3 separate regions of the Mus musculus genome follow, and regions 1 and 2 are each linked to region 3. A link is a contact called in public HiChIP or PLAC-seq and promoter capture Hi-C data. All regions are on one chromosome and are shown on one strand. Each heading gives the region's core, a stretch centred on a gene start, on an enhancer-like site or on the middle of the called end of the contact. The rest is flanking DNA. Distances are from core to core; before and after follow the strand shown. Region 1 overlaps Fggy (FGGY carbohydrate kinase domain containing). Region 2 holds the start of Cyp2j9 (cytochrome P450, family 2, subfamily j, polypeptide 9). Region 3 holds the start of Tek (TEK receptor tyrosine kinase).

The links. Promoter capture Hi-C pulls out the DNA fragments that hold promoters and counts their contacts. HiChIP or PLAC-seq counts read pairs in DNA pulled down with a chosen protein or histone mark.
Region 1: a contact with region 3 is called in a promoter capture Hi-C map of stem cell-derived epiblast-like cells, with 2.9 times the contacts expected there. The contact joins the enhancer-like site here to the promoter of Tek in region 3. A contact is called at or near these places in 15 of 39 promoter capture datasets (the 3T3-L1 cell line, the C10 cell line, the HPC-7 cell line and 9 more) and 1 of 9 other capture datasets (adipose tissue).
Region 2: a contact with region 3 is called in an H3K27ac HiChIP or PLAC-seq map of embryonic stem cells, with 6 times the contacts expected there. The contact joins the promoter of Cyp2j9 here to the promoter of Tek in region 3. A contact is called at or near these places in 3 of 39 promoter capture datasets (cranial neural crest, hippocampal neurons and pre-B cells) and 1 of 115 datasets of contacts at active chromatin or transcription factors (embryonic stem cells).

What each region holds. Positions count from the first base shown.
Region 1 is chr4:95,899,149-95,903,304 of GRCm38.p6, forward strand. All of the region lies in intron 14 of Fggy (FGGY carbohydrate kinase domain containing), which reads left to right. Among named protein-coding and RNA genes, the nearest start is that of Hook1, 66 kb to the right of the region's middle. Within about 2 kb of position 1,748, at least 27 of the 459 cell types and tissues checked have an H3K27ac peak or open chromatin away from gene starts, as enhancers often do. A contact at or near this core is called in second pharyngeal arch cranial neural crest, where this site is marked.
Region 2 is chr4:96,589,491-96,593,616 of GRCm38.p6, forward strand. It overlaps Cyp2j9 (cytochrome P450, family 2, subfamily j, polypeptide 9), which reads right to left and starts at 1,995. Exons shown (of 9, transcript NM_028979.2): 1 at 1,646-1,995. The coding sequence starts at 1,855.
Region 3 is chr4:94,736,436-94,740,800 of GRCm38.p6, forward strand. It overlaps Tek (TEK receptor tyrosine kinase), which reads left to right and starts at 2,854. Exons shown (of 23, transcript NM_001290549.1): 1 at 2,854-3,257. The coding sequence starts at 3,206.

The sequences.
Region 1 (4,156 bases), core at 498-2,997, 1.2 Mb after region 3:
TGCCTGTACCTCTTCACATGCTCCCTGCTATGCTTAACATTCCAAGACACCGGAGGGCAGCAGCTGTGGCTTCTTGGAGCTCCTGGGAGATGTCAGGTCCCCAGAGTGCAGCCCTGTCAACCTCAGGGCACTGTCTCCCTGACACAGCTCTCACCCTAGCTGCCCTAAGCAGTGCCTTTGTCACTCATCCGGTGTTACTTCAGCCCATGCCCTTCAACCTTTCTGTTTCCTCCTTGAATAGATACATGCTCTGCAACATCATCTGTTAGAGCCTGTGTGTCCTTGGAATCTCAGTGCAGGCATGATATCCATGAGGACCGTGGGCATGCAGAAACATACAGTAGGAAACCTCCAGGAATGCCACGCTCCTCATCTGGATTCTCAGAGCCCCATAACAGCCCCTTGGGCTAGGAGATTTCCATCTCTCCACCTGGTGTGGGTTGCTTTTCTAAGGAGGCAGAAAGGGTCTCAGGAGACAGCTATGGGATCACCTTTGCTGTGCTATTCTTCCTCATACTGATAAGCAGAGTGGACAAGAAGGCTGGTTATAGGAACAGTTCTTATCTTGCCCCTGTCACTTACCTGACAGAGTTCTTGGTAACTTAGCAGACTAATAATATGTTCTTTGTACATAAACTAAGTTGAATATTTCTTCCCAAGCTGCAAATAGCCTAACCAGTCTATCAAGTCAAATCCCAACTCATTGCTGAAAGAATCCATTGTTGTTTTGAGTTTTAATATCTGATGTGCAGGACAGTGTAAAGAACCTTTCAAGTAATTGGGTGATGTTTACACACACACACACACACACACACACACACACACACATATTACTTTCTGCACAAAGGTCCTGGACCCCAGAGCGTTTCTTTTCCGCTTATCAGACCACTGAGGTAAGGGTTAAGCCATTCTCCTCCTTTGGCTGACATCTGGGCCCCACTGGATGCTGCCCAGCTCTCCTCAGCTGAGAAGGATCTACAGCCAAAACTCAAGTCCCAGCCTTTGTAGCGGGCAATCTCCTGGCCATCTGTGAGCATGTCAGCTCTCTCCAGCAAGGGATCCTTCACATTATGGCATTTTCCCCAGTGACTCCACATTAGGGAGCATTTGTGGATGCTTGCTTTATGCACAGCAATATTAATATTCACTCCATCCTTACCAGGCAAACCTTGCTCCTACTTTAGAGAAGACAAAGCTTAGAAAAATTAAAAAGCCTGCCTAGGCTAGTAGAATAGGCAAGTCTCAAACCAGGTCTTCCCAGAGTTCTTGCCTCCACACTCAGCTCAGATCTGGAGGTATTGTAGGGAAGGAATTGAAATGGCTTTGTAAAAACAGGAAGTACAACTCAGCCTGTATTGTTCCAGTATCACAAAATGCACAGCATGAGATTCCCCTAGGACCTCTCCCCTTCACAAGCCTGTGTTCAGGAGCTGAAAGTGGGGAAAGCCTATCCCAGGACTTAAAACACTGATCTGTGAGTCCCAGAACAAAGAGATCAGGACAGCAGGCATGGGGAGGGTCGAACACATACCTAATTCTGAGCATTTACAACTGAGGAGGGGAGCCAGCTCTGGGGTTTCCTGCTTCTTTCCACAGATCTTTCAAAGTAGATTAACCCTCTCTGTAAGGAAAAAAACCTACCTCTTTGAGAACATTAATTTTGTTCTCATCTAGAAGCCATGCTGAGCTACACTAGAGGTAATGGCATGTAAAAAAAAAATGTTCCCAGAGACACTCCCAGCTGAACACACAAAGAATCTGGTCCCCAAGGAACAGTATAAGGATTGTCTGAAGGACTCGACATTGGTGAGATTACAGAAATCATAATATATGAATAAATGAACATATGGAAGAAATCAGGAAAGCCCTCCCATTCTTCCCATATGTAAACCTGGCCTTCAAGTAAAGTCCTTAAGTAAATGCAGATGTAGCCAAACCAGGGACCAGATGGCAAACAAGCACTGGACCAAGAGGTAAAGAAAGCTTTCCATGTTTATTCAAAGATGGGGGAAGTCATAATCCAGAATGCTGTGGTGTTCTCAGAAGGGTGACCTCAGGTCACATACACCCAACCAAGGCACAGTACAACCAAAACAACATTGACAGAGTTTATAACAATTGTGATTTGCTGTAGAAAAGCCACTACCATCTTACGTGACCAGAATCTGATGTCAAAAGTTGTACGTTTGGGACATGAAAGCAATGGTTGTACATTTGGGACATGAAAGCAATGTTTAGAGCAGAGGAGCAGGACTAGAGGGGCAGGAAAGCAGCAGCATTGGCCTTTGCTCGGCATTCACATGTGCCGGCAGCTTTGATGCTTGGTCTCCTTTAATTCTCTTACCTATGCACCAGGTATTGGGAAAATTCTGTAAAGGCATTTTAAATGGATCAAGAGATGTTAGGTCCCTAGATCCTACCTAAGCAGTGCCTTTGTCACTCTTCCGGTGTTACTTCAGCCCATGTCCTTCAACCTCAGTCTGTTTCCTCCTTGGATAGATACATGCTCTGCAACATCATCTCTTAGTGCCTGTGCGTCCTTGGAATCTCAGTGCACCTGGGGATGCTCACCTAGCTATCACTAGTACTTCCTGGGTTCTGCCCACATTCTCAGCTTCGTAGTTCATGTTCTTAGAATGAATACAATTTGACAAGGAAGACAGGTCCCTGAAGACTCTGGTTAGGGTCTGCCATATCCTCTCTACCCTTCCTGCCCAAACCAGAAGAACTAGGGGGACAATTTTAGCTACCCAGGTACTGCCTTGAGATTAAAGCAAACATACTGTGAGGTACGGAGTAGAACATGACTCTGTTTTCACCTTCTTCACAGCCTGCTGAGTCCTGGCTTCTCAGTGTTCAGGAGTTTACACATTGAACGAAGGAAGTTCTGGTAGTGCTTCACCTTCAGGTACATGCTTAAATGAGCATTAAGGTACCCTTCCCTTGCCATTCCACTAAATCACTGTATGTGGAGCAGTAGGTAGAAAGTGCTGTCAAGCTTGTCAGGCCTGCTTCCTGACGTTATGACTAAGCCTGCTGCCTCAAGAAAACCATGGCATTCTTTGGGTCTTGGCGTGCTTGACTCTAAAGGGCTGAAGGATTTCCTGAGAATCATTTTGGTTTCATCTCTTCCCACTCATCTGTCCTCTTTCATGTGTGCATTCATTCTGAATGTCATCTGTTTCCCCATCACTCTTAACCCTGGACCAGGATGAGAGACTGCACATGAAGCATAAGGCAGACTTCTGTAACTACATGTCAATCACCAGCACGCAGGGCGGGCACCCTTATTCTTGTTGTCTACTTGGGGTTGGCCATTAGGAGACACAAGCAGAAAGCTAGAGTTGTTGTTGTTGTTATTATTATTATTATTATTATTATTATTATTATTATTATTCCAGCATCCTCTGCAGGGTTACTATAAGTTGGCTGCATCCATTTACTGCCTCACCTACTACAGAGGTAGTCTCATGCAGACAAGTATCTCTGTGTGGTGGGAACCTGTTTTCTCTCCCTTCACTTCTTCAAACTAAGAGGTACAAACGGTTCCCTACTGTTCCTGGTCTACAAATTCTTATTTCCTTTCATAATCCACTCTTTCTCGTTTATTTTTAATTTCAGTTTGCTTTATTTTAATATGCATGTGCCACGGCACACATGTGAATGTCAGAGGACAACTTTCAGGAGTCAGTTCTCTCCTTCAGTCATGTGGATCCTGGAGACTGAACTCAGGTTGTTAGCCTTGGTGGCAAGCGCCTTTACCCACTGAGTCCTCTTACCCATCTCAGTGTCTAATTTTTTAGTGAATACTTTCTCAAGCTTACTGCAGTAATGTCAAGTTCCTGGCAAGAATCTGGTCAATATGCTATGTTAGCTTTGTTTCCTATTTCCCACAATGTTTCCATTAAATCGTTTAGCTTCCATCCCCATCTTTCCTCTCATAAATGATCTATTTATTCTCAACCACCAGCCATCCCTAAGTAAACATCCATTAGTGAAACCTTTGCTTTGCTTTGCTGGGGAAATCAATGCTGGTTAGCTGGACCTGAGAAATCGGTGGTGATTAAGAAAAGACCAGCATCACTGAGGCAGGATCTTCTGGGAAGTGTTTCCTCGGGGTCAGCACATGCAGGCTGTGGTCCAGAAGGGACAAAGG
Region 2 (4,126 bases), core at 745-3,244, 1.9 Mb after region 3:
TAAAACTTCTCAATTTGGCAACATAAAAAAATCTATGTAAAAGGTGCATAAAATCTGCAAAGGAATCAAAAACCAAATAAACATCATAATCAAATTGAAAGTTAAAACAAACAAAACCAATTGAAAGTAGATGGCCGGTGGTGGTGGTGGGGGAGGATGTCACTTAGAAAGAAATTGGAAATTATTTCTCATCAGAAACTACAAAGTCTAGAGTTAAGTGGGAGACATCTAAATCTGTTAAGAGCAGCAGATTGACAAGCAAGTGTCCACAATCAGGAGAAAGACAGTGTGGGAATTAGTGGGGGGCATTCTGAGGTGGGGTAAAGCTAAGAAATTTCCTTCTGCCAAAGCCACCTCTGAAGAAACAGGGAAAGTAAGTACTGAAAGTCAGAAAAAAAAAATTGAACATGAAATGTCAAAAAAAAAAAAACCGAAAAACCCAAAACAAACAACAACAACAACAAAAACAAAACAAACCAAAACAACAATGAATCTATGGGAGAGGAGTAAGGAGCAAAGACAAGAGGCTTTTCCGCCTTTAAGTTCCAGCTGCACAGGACACTGAAGAGCAGGTTAGTGTCTGGTGTAGTTCTTAGTGTGTGTGGAGGAAACACCTTAGGCAGCTGGGCCATAGAGAGAGGATAGGGTCCTCTAGTTTTGTAGTTGTTTTGCTTCCCCTGAAAAAATAGTGTTAACAAAGTCAGTCGAATGTGAGCAATGAATAACAAACACTGAGCAGCTGCTGGGAGGATGATACAAGGATATCCAGGAGATATAAGAAAAGAGCAAAGAGGAATAGAGAGGCAAGTATTTGGAAAGTGTCTAAAAAACACACAGAGAACTCAGAATTTAAAAAAAAAATGGGTGGGAGAACAGAAGGAAAAATATGGGTTTAAATCCTCAAATTAGCAATAAATAATCAGACATAGCCAATCTTCACAAATACTGGAAAGTGACAGGGATGGTCACACATGGCAGAGTATTCACTATCTAAACAGAGAAAATTACTGTAGATAAGAAATATCACGTGGGAAGAGGGTCATAGAGCAGAAAGACCTTCCAGTCCTATACAGGTACTATGTACTCATAACCATTTTTCCAGGACAAGCGGGAGAGCTACAACAACTCAGTGGGAAAACAGGCAGACTTTTAGTGGAGCTGGAAACTTCAGTGCATCTTTCTCTGGATTAGATAAAGTCAGTAGGTGAGCAGTCATCAAAGATGCAAAAGGACCAAACTAGGCTCAATAAGACAAATCAGAGAACTGATATGTACACAGGTCAAGAGGAGAACACACTTTCAAAACAAAACAAAACAAAACTGGATAGGTAGTGTAACCAACATCTGGGACATCCTATTTCTTACTCCAACATAACGTGTTTATGAGGATAAATTATTACGTCATCAAATCTACCTTGACATACTTAAAAGACTTTAAAATCAGAGACAGTAAGTTTTCTGGCCATAAAATCACTCTGGGAATCTTTCATCGACAGATATCAAGAAAATCTACAACTGTTTGTAACCTGTAAGACCTTATCTCTGGGTTAGTGGGCTGTCAGCAACAGCCTTCGGCTACATCCTCGAGTTCCTGATGGCAATATACAGTTTCAGGATGCAGCCAGGCAGTGTTGCCTCTTCCTACCTGCTGAAGGGATAGGTGGGGCTGCTTGGGGTCCAAATGGAACAAGCAACCCACGAAAGGAAGGCGCATTGGCCCTGGCGGGTAGTTCTTGGGGCGACGGTTTTTGAGGAAATCAGCCAGGAACAGAAAGGTGACAGCAGACAGCAGCAAAATCCGGAGATGGAGCGCAGCCCAAATGGCAGCCACTAGGGAGCCGGCTGCCGCAAGCATGGCTGATATCAGAGCAGGCTCTTGGAGGAATGAGAATCTGAACTGAGGCAGTTCCCCAAGGACACTGCCTGTAGTTCCCAGAATGAACCAGGCCTGTGGTTTAAACCCCCAAATCGCTACAGGGCCCCTCCAATCTGTCGCCTGCAGACTCCTCCTCCCTGCTCTATTCACTTCAGCAACTTTGGCCCGCCTTGTTTATCTGCTTCCCTAAGTCTTAACAGAGCTTTGTCTCCAGAGCTCTTTCACTTTTACCCAGTCTTCCTAAGGACCCAAACATCCCCTTGGCCCCGCCTCAAGACTCTCCGTCACGCCCCTCTCCAAGTTCCAAGTCTTAGCCTTTGGAGACTATTCCTTTGGGGGTGGGGAAGCCACTTGAGCATGTATGGACTAGCTAAGAACCTTGCTCATAAACAAAGTATTTCTCTGGTTCTAGGCTTGTGATTTGCATGCAACCCAGAGAGTATCATGTGCATCTGATCTCCCGTTTTATAAACAACCTTTCACCACTGATTGCAATTTTCTGAAACAGGAACAGTATCAGCCCATGTTTCTGGGCTGCACGCCAGGGAGCGCTCTGGCCTCTTTATAAGAGCTCACCAGCTTTGAGTGCTATTCACAGTGAATTAAGTGAATCCACAGATTCTTCACAGAAAGAACACCCTGGTCTTGATTCTCCCCTACCCCCTTTTGTAGTGTTAGAGAACTGAACACCGCAGCCCTTGACCATGCTAAGAAGCCTTTCCATCATCACTTTGCACTCTCCCTCCCTCCCTATTAACTTTTAGGGTTAGTATATAATTTAGTGAATTTGATTAACGGGCACTTTCATGTCCATGTTTTTTCACAAATATTTATGCATATATTTGGCACTTTCCACTCATTCCCTACACTACTGTTGTAGGTCCTGCTCTTCCCCAGATTATCCCCTTCTGCATTTTGGCAGTGTACCTTCCTAAAGATTTGCTCCTTTCCTTCCATGGTTCCATTTCTAGTCCCAGACCCTGACCCCATTTACTCAAACACAGTTTAATCTAGGCTAGTACCGCAGAAAACAAGCTGTCTTCGCCTTTCTGCATCTGGTTTGTTTCATTTTCCATAAAGATCTCCAGCTTGTTCTCTCTCGGCTCTTCCATGAGAATCTCCAAGCACATTTGGTCTCCAGCATGGAACTTTCCACCCTGTGCCACATATAGGAGACCCTTAAGCCACATATCAGGCTAGACATGCATAGGCACTAAACATATAGATATACAGTCTGCTTACAAACTTTTTATTGATTAAAAAAGATAAATTGAAGTTTCTAACTCTCCAAGATCTTAAGAGGGAGACAGAGGAATAAGAAGAGAAACTTAACAAAGCTTAGCTTGTTTGTATTCTTTCAATCCTCTTTTGATTTTTTTCTTTTGTTGAAAACAGATTATTTTCTCATACACTATGCCCAGATGATAATTTCTCCTTCCTCTCTTCTTCTCAGTTTCTCCCAACAGGCCCTTCCCTGTGAATCTACTCTTTGTCTCTCAGGAAAGAACAGGTTTCTAAGAGATAACAAAACAAGACAAAACCTACGGTATCAAAGTTGAACACTGCAACCCAACAGTAGGAAAAGAGTCCCCAAAGCAGACACAAGAGCCAGAGACCCACTCATTCTTTCACTCAAGAGTCCCATAAAAAATACAAAGCTAATAGCTGAAATCCATGTCCAGAGGCCCTAACCCAGACCCATGGAAGCCCCGGGCTTGCTGCTGCAGAATCTCTGCTCGCTCTTAGGTACTTATCTTAGGGGATTCAGAGAGGTCCTTGCTCTCCTGGTGTTCACCATTTCCTCTGGCTCTTTCCCTCTTTTGCCTCCTCATTTACAGGAGTCCCTAAGTTCTGAGGGTAGGGATTTGATGGAGACATTTCATTTAGACTCGGTCCACATAAGGTCTGGCTGTGTGCCTCTGCATCTGTTCCCATCTGCTGCCAGAGGAAGCCTCTCTAATGATCACTGTATAAAGCACTGATCTATAAGTATAGCAAAACATTATTAGGAGTCATTTAACAGAACATCTTTTCAGACTCTGGTTTCCAGGCTATCTAGTCTCTGGTGCTGGGTTGTCCAAGCAGTGTTGGATATGGGTTACTTCTTGTGGAGTGGGTCTTAAGCCAAAGCAGATATTACCTCTCTGTTACCACAAGTGCTCCATTGTTGTACCATATCTTACAAGAACAGACTGTAGGGCAAATATTTTCTAGGTGGGTTGGTATTCAAGTTTTTTGATAGCCTGAAGA
Region 3 (4,365 bases), core at 1,604-4,103:
CCAGCTTCTAGGTATTATAAATAAGGTTGCTATGAACATAGTGGAACACATATCCTTGAGGTATGGTAGAGCATCTTTTGGGTATATATCCAGGAGTGGATAGTTGGGTTTTCAGGTAGAACTATTTCCAATTTTCTAAGGAACCACCAGATTGATTTTTAGATAGACAGGGCCCCTAGTGGAGAGATGGGGCCAAACACCTACCTTCAAAAATTTGGTCCAGAATTGTTCCTCTCTAAAAGAAATGCAGGGACAAAAATGAAACAGAGACTGACCAACCCAACTTAGGATCCATCCTATGGGCAAGCACCAAACCCAGACTCTATTATTGATGCCATGTTGTGCTTGCAGACAGGAGCTTAGCATGGCTGTCCTCTGAGACACTCTATCAGCAGCTGACTGGGACAGATGCAGATGCCAACCCTTGAACTGAGGTCCAGGACCCCTATGGAAGAATTAGGGGAAGGTTTGAAGGAGCTGAAGGGGATGGCAACCCCATAGGAAAAACAAGTGTCAACTAACCCTCAGAGCTCCCAGAGACTAAGCCACCAACTAAAGAGCATACATGGGCTGGTTTGTGGTCCCTGGCAGAGGACTGCCTTGTCTGGCCTCAGTAGGAGAGGATGTGCCTAATCCTCTAGAGACTTGATGCCCCAGGGAAGGGGACAAGGAGGGGACAAGGTGGAGATTGGTGTGGGGTAGTGGGGGTTGGGGGTGGGGGTGGGGATGTGAATGGGTGAGTGAGGGAGGGAATGAGTGAGTGGGTGGTACAGCATCCTCTCAGAGGCAAAGGGGAAGGGGAGTGGATAACAAACTCTGGGAGCAGGGACGGGGAAGGAGGGCAACATTTGTAATTAAATAAATAAAATAATTTAATAAAAAAAATGAAGAAACAGGATAACTTGGGAATGGTTACAGCAGGGCTGGGATTAGAACCCAAAAAGTTTATTCTGAGACTCTTTTCCAATACCAAGCTTAAAGTTTTCTTCAGAATTCTATAGAATGCCTTTTTGGCAGAAGTTCTTTGGACTTTAATAAAGAACATATTGAAGAGATGAAAAGAAGCTTACTAAGATCTAATGAAAATCAAGATGTTAGGCACAGTGCCAGATACTTTAACATAGTAATATGACTCTTTAGAGTTTTGAGACAGGGCCTCATATAGTTTATGATGAATTCACTGTTTTGTCAAAGATGACCTTGAACTCTTAATCCATTCCCAAAGTGTTGTTGTCATATGTTTGCACCACTCCTGGCTTCATAGTGTTTTTAAAACACCCATGGAGAGTCGGGTGTGAAGATCCACACGTCTAACCTCAGCATCTGGTGAATCAAGGCAGGAGGGCGGGTGGTTGCAGGCTGGCTATAATATCTAAGTTTCAGTTAGTAAGGGCTGCATAATGAAACACTGTCTTAAACACAAAACCAAAACCCATGAAGGAGATACTATTGCCATTTAAAAGTCTCTGGAATGGAAATAGCTATCATAATCTTACCTCTGAGCCAGTGTCTGCCCTCAGGTGTGCCTGAGGACTGAACAGGGCTATGCACTCCTCAGGTTGGAAACATTACTAGTCCTCAGTGTCTGCTCTTGACCTGTTAACAGCTGAGTCAGGGTCTGCCCTCAGCTGTGCCTGAGGACAGAGCTGAGCTATCTACCCCTGCAGATTGGAAGCATTACAGGCACTCAAGATCAGCCCTGAAGTGATAAAACCTAAGGCAGAAATCCACCAAGACTAGCAGTGCCTCCGTGTCTCTTCCTGTGGCTGGTGGGAAAGGGAGGGGCAGTCCTTCCTTGATGCAAGGTCGTGTGTCTAGTGGCATGCTTGCTTCATTCCCAGTGAGAGCAAGTGATCACCTGGGTAAGGAAGGTTCAGGTGCCTGAGCTTGCTGGAGAATTCATCACTCATCCATCACTCTGCTCCTGTAGACATAATCACTTCTGTTGGGTCTTTATAGAGATGATTTATAACTTTGTTGTTTATAGTTTTTATGAATGTGTGTATTCATTTAGGTCACATGGGAGGTGCACATTTTCAGGTGTCTGTCTTTCCATCACACGGGCTTTGAATTAAACTCAGTCTTGGTTTTACCGGCTGAGCCATCTCACCTGCCTGATTATTTAAAAATCTCCGGAGTAATCCAAGAGTGTGGTTTATGATTGTAGTATCAACACTCGGGAGGCTGAGGGAGCATCGTTATCATGAGCTCCAGGCTAGTTCCAGGCTTGCCTAAGCTGTAGAGCAAGTCACTCTCTTAAAAAGTGCCTCTCCCATATTTTTGTATATAATTTGCATCTGAAATTCTGTTTGCCAATAACTATGAAATTATTCACATTACTAAAATCTTCCTGTGCCAAGTTCTCCAACGAATTAGATCACACTCAGATGAAATGCTAATAAAAATTAAAGCTGTAGCCAGTAGCATGCGTATATTTGGGCTCAGGGCCAACAGGCAGGCGATCTGGGTGTAAGAAAATAGGCTAATGGCTGTGGAATCTGGTCTCTAGTGGCTCCGCTGAGAGCTGACCTCAACCACGCTCCCTCAAATTGATTGCCTTCCAGGTTATGATTTCTCATCACAGGAAACTTTGTTGCCCAATTCAAACCCTGTGAGTGAAAACAAAAACAGGAGAGCAAGTGCTGCTCCCCGTGCCCCAAAGCCCCTTCTGTCAGGGATCCCAAATGCACCCCAGAGAACAGCTTAGCCTGCAAGGGCTGGTCCTCATCGCATACCATACATAGGTGGAGGGCTTGTTATTCAATTCCTGGCCTATGAGAGGATACCCCTATTGTTCCTGAAAATGCTGACCAGGACCTTACTTGTAACAAAGATCCCTCTGCCCCACAATCCAGTTAAGGCAGGAGCAGGAGCCGGAGCAGGAGCAGAAGATAAGCCTTGGATGAAGGGCAAGATGGATAGGGCTCGCTCTGCCCCAAGCCCTGCTGATACCAAGTGCCTTTAAGATACAGCCTTTCCCATCCTAATCTGCAAAGGAAACAGGAAAAAGGAACTTAACCCTCCCTGTGCTCAGACAGAAATGAGACTGTTACCGCCTGCTTCTGTGGTGTTTCTCCTTGCCGCCAACTTGTAAACAAGAGCGAGTGGACCATGCGAGCGGGAAGTCGCAAAGTTGTGAGTTGTTGAAAGCTTCCCAGGGACTCATGCTCATCTGTGGACGCTGGATGGGGAGATCTGGGGAAGTATGGACTCTTTAGCCGGCTTAGTTCTCTGTGGAGTCAGCTTGCTCCTTTATGGTAAGTTTTGGCTTGATGTTTATTTGTGTGTGTGTGTCATGTTTTAACAACAGTGACTTCTCGCCATTCTCTCTCTCACCAAACCTTCGATTTGGTGACCCTGACACTGCTTTTCTGAGACTCTCCAGTTTACACATGGCAACGGTTTTGAAGTTCAGATTCCAGCGGCACCAGCTGGGTTTTCTAGCCATCTCTTGTAGACAGATGCTGCCTCCTGGGTTGCACGGTCTCTCCCAGGACTGAGTAAGTCACCTTATTTGAAGGGATCTGGTTTTTTTTTTTGTTTGTTTGTTTTTTGTTTTTTGTTTTGTTTTGTTTTTTTTTTTGGAGTATTCTTTCTTGCCTCTCATTCTGGTGTTTTCTTATCCATAACAACAAATTTGGGTTGTAATCACTTTAAAGAAAGACTTCAATGATTTTTTTTTTTTTTTTTGGTAGAAACAAAATTCTTACCTAGCCATGTACAAAAACGTCATTGTTAACTAAAAACAAGACCACTTTTCTGTAAAGATTGTGTATCTCCATGCTTTTTAATTTCAGTAGTCCAGTTAAGGGCTTTTCGTCTTTTAGGTAGGGGTCCAGGAGTTAGGGCTATGCCACTGACTTTAATTTTTTGATGTTTCACATAAAGATTAGCCCTAGCAAGCTAACTAAAATGTAGTCAATTACCAAGCTCACCGGATTCAGTATTTTGCCAAGTCCTGTAGTGGCACCTCTAGAGAGGGCAGCCAGGATGAGCTTGGGTTCTGTATGTGTATCACAGGCTCTACACAGTGGGGTGCCTTGTAACTCACTCAGCATAGGTAAACCATGCTAGGAGAAACATGGGGACCCAAACTGCAGATCACAGACACATTATCATTGCCATAGGATTCCCCGAATTGGTTTGGAAGTATTCTAATTATTATGATAAAAATGTAATTGACACAGGAGATGAATTTGGGAAAATTTATCAAACTTAATGGTGAGGCTATATATAGTATAGCATTTGATACAAAGAAATACTTTTGATGTTACTTTTATATTTTTCTATATGTTTAAATATTTTGTTAAGTATTCAAAAAAATTTAACCCAGTAAAGTATGATAATTGTGTGCAATTTCTCATG